2 separate regions of the Mus musculus genome follow, and region 2 is linked to region 1. Evidence: chromatin contacts called from public Micro-C data. All regions are on one chromosome and are shown on one strand. The core of a region is the stretch at or near the end of the contact, and the rest is flanking DNA. Distances in the headings are between cores, read along the strand shown. Region 1 holds the start of Mast4 (microtubule associated serine/threonine kinase family member 4). Region 2 holds the start of Nln (neurolysin (metallopeptidase M3 family)).

The links. Hi-C and Micro-C count contacts between places; a contact is called where the count stands out from the background.
Region 2: a contact with region 1 is called in a Micro-C map of embryonic stem cells, with 4 times the contacts expected there. The contact joins the promoter of Nln here to the promoter of Mast4 in region 1. A contact is called at or near these places in 1 of 39 promoter capture datasets (stem cell-derived epiblast-like cells) and 1 of 484 Hi-C or Micro-C datasets (embryonic stem cells).

What each region holds. Positions count from the first base shown.
Region 1 is chr13:103,332,593-103,336,309 of GRCm38.p6, forward strand. Mast4 (microtubule associated serine/threonine kinase family member 4) reads right to left here and starts at 1,900. Exons shown (of 29, transcript NM_175171.3): 1 at 1,244-1,900. The coding sequence starts at 1,600.
Region 2 is chr13:104,108,021-104,111,737 of GRCm38.p6, forward strand. It overlaps Nln (neurolysin (metallopeptidase M3 family)), which reads right to left and starts at 1,594. Exons shown (of 13, transcript NM_029447.2): 1 at 1,396-1,594. The coding sequence starts at 1,436. Sgtb (small glutamine-rich tetratricopeptide repeat (TPR)-containing, beta) reads left to right here and starts at 1,721. Exons shown (of 11, transcript NM_144838.2): 1 at 1,721-1,949; 2 at 3,050-3,169. The coding sequence starts at 3,070.

The sequences.
Region 1 (3,717 bases), core at 650-3,149:
CCACTTTTAACTACAGAAGTGAACTTCTAAGGAAGGAAATGCATCCAGGTCTCACAACTCAGGAGCCAAAGAGTTCTAGAAAGCAGAGTTCCAGGCACCTGCCGAGATCCCTGAACTCCCACAGCATCCAGAAAAGGATCATGGCCAGAGATTTGGCCAACCACCAGCCAAGGCTCCTTCCATCTTTGCTTGGCTAGAACTTGCCTCTGCAAGATCCGGCCTCTACTTCCAGGCTAGATGCCCAGGGGGCTAAAGCCAGGACCCCGGGCTCTGTTTACTTCTTCTAAGGACAAAGGCAATTGTTTCCTACTGCTAATCCCAGCAGAGACCGGGGAAATACCAGTCTGGCACGGCGGAATTAATTTCACACGGAAGACTACGCTAGGGTCATGTTTTATTTATGGTCCTGTCTGATCAAGATGATTTCTCCCACAAGAGATGTCCAAAGCAAACAATCTTAAAGACTTGGAGAATCTTCCTTTCCTGTCTTCCAAAGTAAGAGGGGAAAGGGGCGGAGGGGGGCGGGGGTGAGAAGAAAACCAGAGATAGCAACCTAGTGGATTACAAAACTCGGTGTGTCAGGAAGAGACCGATAATTTTTGGATGCACAGCCTTCGAAGAAATGAGGCTAGACAAAGTCCTCTGAACAAGACACATCCTATCCAGATTGGTGACAGCGCTCCTCTGGACACTGAGTCCAAATAGGAGCCGGCGCGATAGGCTTAGCATGGGGAATCTTCCTCTTCCCCAGGATGAAAGGTGAAGCGACCACCAAAACCACCCACGGGCGACTCCAGCGTATTCTGGTCTCTGACACCCCAAGAAGCAACTCCACAGTCACCACTCCCACCAGCGTCAAACGCTCCAGGTCTCCCGCTCCATCCAAGACCGCAGTGATTAGCGATTCCCACGTCTAAGAATCTGGATATGAGTTGTGGGGACAAGCCAAGCTTTCAGATCACATTCAATAGCTAAGGACCCAAGCAGATACAGACATGAAGGGATCGATCGGCTCAGTGACACTTCCAAAGCACACGGTCGGGTAGCCCATGTAGACAAGCGCGCGAGGACAACCACTAGAAGTCAAGGACCCACAGAGTCTCCTGACAGTCACTATCCCAGGCTGTAGCAGAGCACCTTTAGTTCCCTCCCCTCTCCAAGACACCAGCGCGCACGCAAAGGGACCTAAAGGGCCCCTACAGCCGGGACCTGGAGGGTGTGGGATGGGACAGACTGAGCCCACCTCTTCATCCTGCTCCTCTTGGGATGCGCTGCTGACCTGGGGCACCGGCAGCACCGCTCCTCCCGGGTGCGGCAGCGGCAGGGTAGGGACTCCACGCTCCAGAGCCACGCGCGCGGGAGCCCACGCGGCGGGTAGCCGGGTTCCCAGGGCGCCGCCCGGCGGCCGCGGCGGCTGCGACCTGCAGGAGAAGCGGCTGGGCTCCCCTTCCTCCGACAGAGTTTCCGAGCCAGAGGATGACTCCGCTGAGGAAGCGCCCTCCGAGGACACGGCTGCCGCCGAAGAGACTAGGGTCCGGGCGCCGTGTCCGCTGCAGCCCCGGGGCACGGGCTCAGGCGCCTCGGAAACTTTCTCCCCCATGTCCCTTTTCGGCCCAAAGTGCCGTCCGAGGGGTGGCGGTGCGCTCGGCGCCTCCCGAAGAAGCCCCGGCTGCTCTGCTGTGTCTGGATCGCGCTGCGGCTCCCGGGCTGCGGGGAGCGCCGCCGGCGACTACATGACAGAGGTTGGACCACAGGAGCGCGTCGCCAAGTTCACTGCCGCCGTGGCTCGGCTGCTGACATGGACTCCCGCGCGCGGGGCCATGCCCACCGCGATCGGCGCTCCGCGCTGCGCCCGAGCCGCCGGGACTGCGGCTTCTCCCGCTAAACCTGCCTCCGGGACGGAGCGGAGGAGACGGGCAGCCCGCGGAGCCAATGGCAGCGCAGGCGCGCTGGTGGGCGGAGGCTGCGGAGCCGCTGGCCGCGCGGGCGTCAGGTAGGGGAGGTGGGGCCAGGAGCGGGCCACCCGATCCCGCGGGAGCTCTGGGTGCGCGGGGCAGCCCCACGGCGCGGGGATCCACAGGGCCGACGCGGAGTCCGCGGACTTAACTCGGTCTGGGACTCAGAAATGGGTGGGGGAGTGGCCGTCTGTCCTTGGGACGTGGGTGGGAGATGGCTGAGTGAGGCGAGACCTTGGAGAACCGGACTTTTAGTCTCCAAAAAGTGAAATCGGGGAAATTAGGCGGGAGGATTCGCGTGAAAACGGAAGCGCGCGGCCAGTCACGCGCAAACTCACGCTCCCACCCGTGTGCAGAGAGCGAAGTCCGTGGTGGGTGGAGAGAGGGGATCCAAACGCAGCCCATCTCCAAGCCTCTTTCTGGATAAACCTCTTGGGCCTCAGTTTCCTCAAATTGTAAAGGGAAGCGTCAACACCGATGTTGTCTGGCAATAAGACTAGATAGAGCAAAATAAAGTGTCAGCAGAGTTCCCGGCTTGGACACAAGCCAAGGTCTCCAAAGATGATTTTTCTGTATTTCTGCTTAGAAACTAAAGTTAAGTCAAAGACACGCGCTTGTGACAAAGGAAGGAAACAGCTGATGCTCTGTGTTTAGGACCAGGCTTTATCAGAACGGTCTTAGCAGCTCTTTGCGGTTCTGCCGCTGGGCTAAGGGACATTCCTAACTGGCTTTCTCTAGCCCTGCATAGGCACAACGCGGCCGACCTGGGGCCTCATTTTTCCTTTCCTATAAGAACAAGGAGAAAGAGCTTCCACCAAAGCACCAACAGAATAATCACCTTAACCTTTGTGGTGTCTTGGATCTGCTGGGAAGCCAGTGCGGAGTTAGGCAGCGAGAAATAAATGAGTCCTACTTGCCTTCAGCTCCAGACCCGTCTGAGCTCCACACCGTGACCCGAGGTATAAATTCAGCCAGCTTCCATTCCACAGACGTTGATTGAGATGTGTGCCAGTTGGTTGCAGGGGATACAAAGATGAATACGGCAGGTCTCCTGCCCTTGAGGAGCTTGTGGTCGGGGGAGAGATTGATATTGCATAATACCGCCTCATTATTCATGTTTAAAAGCTCTGGTAAGTGCTACAATGTGCCGTGGGAGAAGAGGGGAAGAATTACACCGAAGCCATTGCAGATCTTCAAGCCGAGGAGTCCTCCAGAATTTTACATTTCTCTCTGTCAGAACAGGTCTGCCAAGGGTCCTTGAGAAAAGGACTGGAGTTGAAAGCCCCGTTGGCTAATGAGCCCTTTTATGCTACCTTAGTATTTACAAGTGATAATGGGGGCGGGGGGGGGGGTGCTCATCTAGTCTGGACAGGCGGCTTTGTCCTGAATACTTTCCGACTGCCTCTGAAGAGGGAAGCTGTAGGATGTGACCCTCTGGCTGTGGATAGCTGTCAGAGTTGCATTGTGACACTTCAGAATGATCCAAAGGGAAGGGAAGACCTGCTGAGGTAAAAGGACATTCAGGAGACTTAGCTAAGTGGCAATGTAGAGGCTGAAGAGCGCACAGTGGGGCGGCCTGAATCCACCCCCTGGGCTTCACAATGACTTCCCTCCTTAGAGTACTGGCCTTTATCTGAGCCCCTATGTGGTTGATTCAGCACAGGGGAACTGAAATAAAGATTTAAGCAAGCCATTCACATCAAAGAAGAGGAGGGATTGCCTTCTCAGTTCGGGAAGGGTGCAACAAGGACATGGTTTGAAT
Region 2 (3,717 bases), core at 344-2,843, 780 kb after region 1:
CTTGATAAACATTAATCTTTATGAATGTCCCAGTTTTTTTTTTAAAGATTTATTTATTTATTATTATATGTAAGTACACTGTAGCTGTCCTCAGACACTCCAGAAGAGGGAGTCAGATCTCGTTAAGGATGGTTGTGAGCCACCATGTGGTTGCTGGGATTTGAACTCTGGACCTTCGGAAGAGCAGTCGGGTGCTCTTACCCACTGAGCCATCTCTCCAGCCCGAATGTCCCAGTTTTAATTGTATATGGTTAACTATCGGTAGATATAATCGACAACAACAAAATTAATGTTCCTAGGTTTTCAGCAATTTTTAAAGGTAAAGGGGTCTTAATATTAAAAAGTTAGAAAAGAGAGCTAGCAGCGTTATAATGGAAATTTATTCTCTCTTCTTGCTTTCCATTAAATGGAAAAAAGAACTTCATTTGACAGCTTTACCACTTCCAGCCTGGAGACCAGAAAACAACAAACCTTGCTCAAATAATGGTCACAGTCATCAGGTGAACTCTGAAGAATCACTATTGTCCCCTGGGTGCACAAGGGCTAAGGAACACAGTGATCCACGCAGATGAGTGGCAAAGCACAATAGAAAATGACGAAAAGCAGAAATGCTGATGGTTGAAATAGTTGTGTGCACATCTACAAACCCCACAAAGTTCTTTTTTCCCCGTTGAACTTTCACATGAAATTTCAGTGTAAGGCAGATTTGGCAATGGGAGGTGGTGGCGGCTTTGTTCCCGAAAACCCGGCATATCCGTGCAAAGAATTTAATTCTCTCACCATTTTGCTACTGGTCTGTTGCAGAGGGGTGTGGTTAGAGCGCTAGGAAGCAATTCAAACCGTGTCCAAGCAACAATTCTGGACCAAGTCAATTTGCCAGGTTAAGAGATCGAATGTTTTAAGGAAGGAGGGATATAAAAATGAAGTTAGAAAGCAAGGACGGAAATAAGTATGAAAACCAAAGCGGTCTCGGGTGTATATTAAACGCCTGGACCGCTAACAAGTGCATGAGGTGCGTACGAAAATGCTTGCTTTCTGGAGTCCACAGCTGCGGCACTCTCTGTATCAGGTCCGCAGGTCTGAAGGGCGCGTCGGTCTATCCTTCCGTATTTATTTTGGGTTGGGTCTGTGAACCCAACAATTCTCACAGACTGCGGCTGAAGCAATCCCAAACAAAGGGGAAAGGACGGCCTCCTGGGGGAAGCGGCAAGGGAAAGGTGGCCCCAGGTTGCTGCACCAGGTGTCCCTACAGAGTCCATCAAGCAGGCAGAGGGAAAGAACAGTCCCAGAGGCATCCTGGGTGGGTGTAGTAGGGCTGCACCAGGCCCCACGGCTGTCGTCGACAGACGACCCCACCCTTGCCCACGGTCAAGGTTAACCCGCCCACTAGAGTACCTGTGGAGGCCTCGCAGAGCCGAAAGGCACAGGGTGATCATGGGCAGGCCGGGAGGCCGGCAGCAGCTGGCGCGTGGTCCTCCGGCTTGGTAGGTGCAGGAGGCGGGCGGTGGAGTCTGCGAGCCCGGAAGCCGAGAGCGGGCAGAGCGGAGCAGACCAGATCTCGAGACTGAGGCCGCTAGCCAGCGCCCTCCCACGTGCTGCAGGCCCACGCCTACGCCGTGGCCCCGCCCCTAGCCCCGCCCCGCATCCGGCTCCGTCCCCGCCCCGAGTCCATCGCCCCGCCCCTCTCTCTGCCCCGCCTCCACCCCACCCCTCCGTGCCCTGCTCCGCCCCTGGGGCGGATCCAGCAAGCACTGTCGTCCGAGAGCCTTGCGAGCAGCCGGGTGGGCTGAGGGGGCGGCGGCGGCGGCAGCATTGGAGCGGGGGAAGTTTGGGAGCCGTGGCCCCCTCTGCGATCCAGAACACCGCTCAAGCCCCGAGGACCGCGGGGACAGGCGGACCCGCTTCCCGACGCCCCCGGGCCCGCAGCCGTCATCTCGTGTCCTCTCGTGGTAAGGGGCTTCTCTCTGGAAAGGGTGCGTCTCCCGCAGCCCCAGATGGAGGCCTGCACCGCGCACCCCCTGCAAACACTGTCTGGGCTGAGGCAAAGCCGGGGTACAACGGGGAGGGAACCATGGGGGTGGGAGGTGGATGTGATTGGAGATGTAGGAGGGGAAGCTTGGAGGAGGTTGGACAGCTCTCCCCACCCCCATTCTGTTTCCCTCTTCTGCCCCGGGTCCTTAGTCAGAGAGTGAAATAACCTCTCTGGCCTAGGGAGTAGATTCGCCTTTAAAAGAAGTACAAAGCTAATAAACATCCTAGAAGCGGGTACCACACCCTGGCTGTGAATTAGGGATCCCGGGGAGCAGATTGCTGATACGATTTAGTGGAAATAAGCCATTAATGCCACCTGGCCCTGCGCCACTGTTTGGATGCATAGTATTCCATGTGAATGAACGCGGCCAGGAGCTTCCAGCTTGTCCACGAGAGCACAGCTACTGCAGGCAGGGGCAGATCGGTTTGTACTATCTATCGGGTTAGACGGTGATTTCTGACCAGTGTACTGATTAAATAGAAACGCCGGGTTTTAACAATAACACTCAATGGTTGAATAACCTTTCCACAGAGCCTTGTCGTCAGCAAGTGACTCTTAACCTACAAAAGTAGTAGAGTATAAATGATTAATACATTAAAAAAAATCTCTTGGAATAAAGGAAGATGCTCTCACTATGGCTCACATTCTGAGTCAGCAGTACGAGATCTCCCTCAACTTAGAAGCGAGGCCTTTCAAGGGTGATTCTCCATATGTCTGCACTCCTATACTTTCTTGTATCTGTATCATATATGCTGTTAAGACACGGTGAGCTCTAGGCGTTGCTACACATGTTTTGAAAATCTGTCTTTGTTATTTTTATTTTTTTACTGATGCAAGCTTTAACATAGTTGAATAGTGCTGGGTCTGAATGAGCATGTGGAATACATGACTATAACCACTTGTGCTTTCTGGACCCTTTAAAGAGAGAAAAGTAATCAAGGTAATGAATATTTTTGCTTTTATTGCTTTGAACTTGGTGGATGACCCTTGTTATTTTCTTCTTCTTTTTTAATCAAGGAGATATTTAAGCGTCTAAAATGTCATCTGTGAAGCCCCTAGTTTATGCAGTTATTCGTTTCTTGCGGGAACAAAGTCAGATGGATGCATATACTTCTGATGAACAAGAAAGTTTGGAAGGTAGGCACCTATTGTTTGTGTCCTAATTTTGTAAAGAAATACTAAAATAGCTACAATCCAAAGCTTATGGTTTTTAATAACAAAATCAGAATATTTTGTTGAGAGGCTTAACTAGATATGTTATTTCCATTTTTTGAGGTTTGTTTTAACTAATAGGAAATAGGACTATTTGTCTACTGAAAAATTACTGTCAGAAGTATGTCATTCATATTTTAGGGAAGTTTTTCATCATGGGAACATTATCCCCAATGAACAGACTAGGAAATTAGATTGTTTAAGCAGCAGAACGGCTACCATGTAACAAAGCTGATGTTTACATTCAAATCTATACTTCAAAGATTTCCCCCTATTTTCCTAATAGCAAAGAATCTCATTCTGAACATACGAAAATACCTTAGTCATGGCAATAGCACCGTGTTAAAAACAAAACAACTCAGTAATTAATTAGTACTGTTACCGAACTCTAGCAAACGGTGCTTTGGAGGATGAGAGAATTTCGCCCTTGTTTTCCGTGAGCTTTAAATCTTGGATTCAGTAAAGCTAAGCAG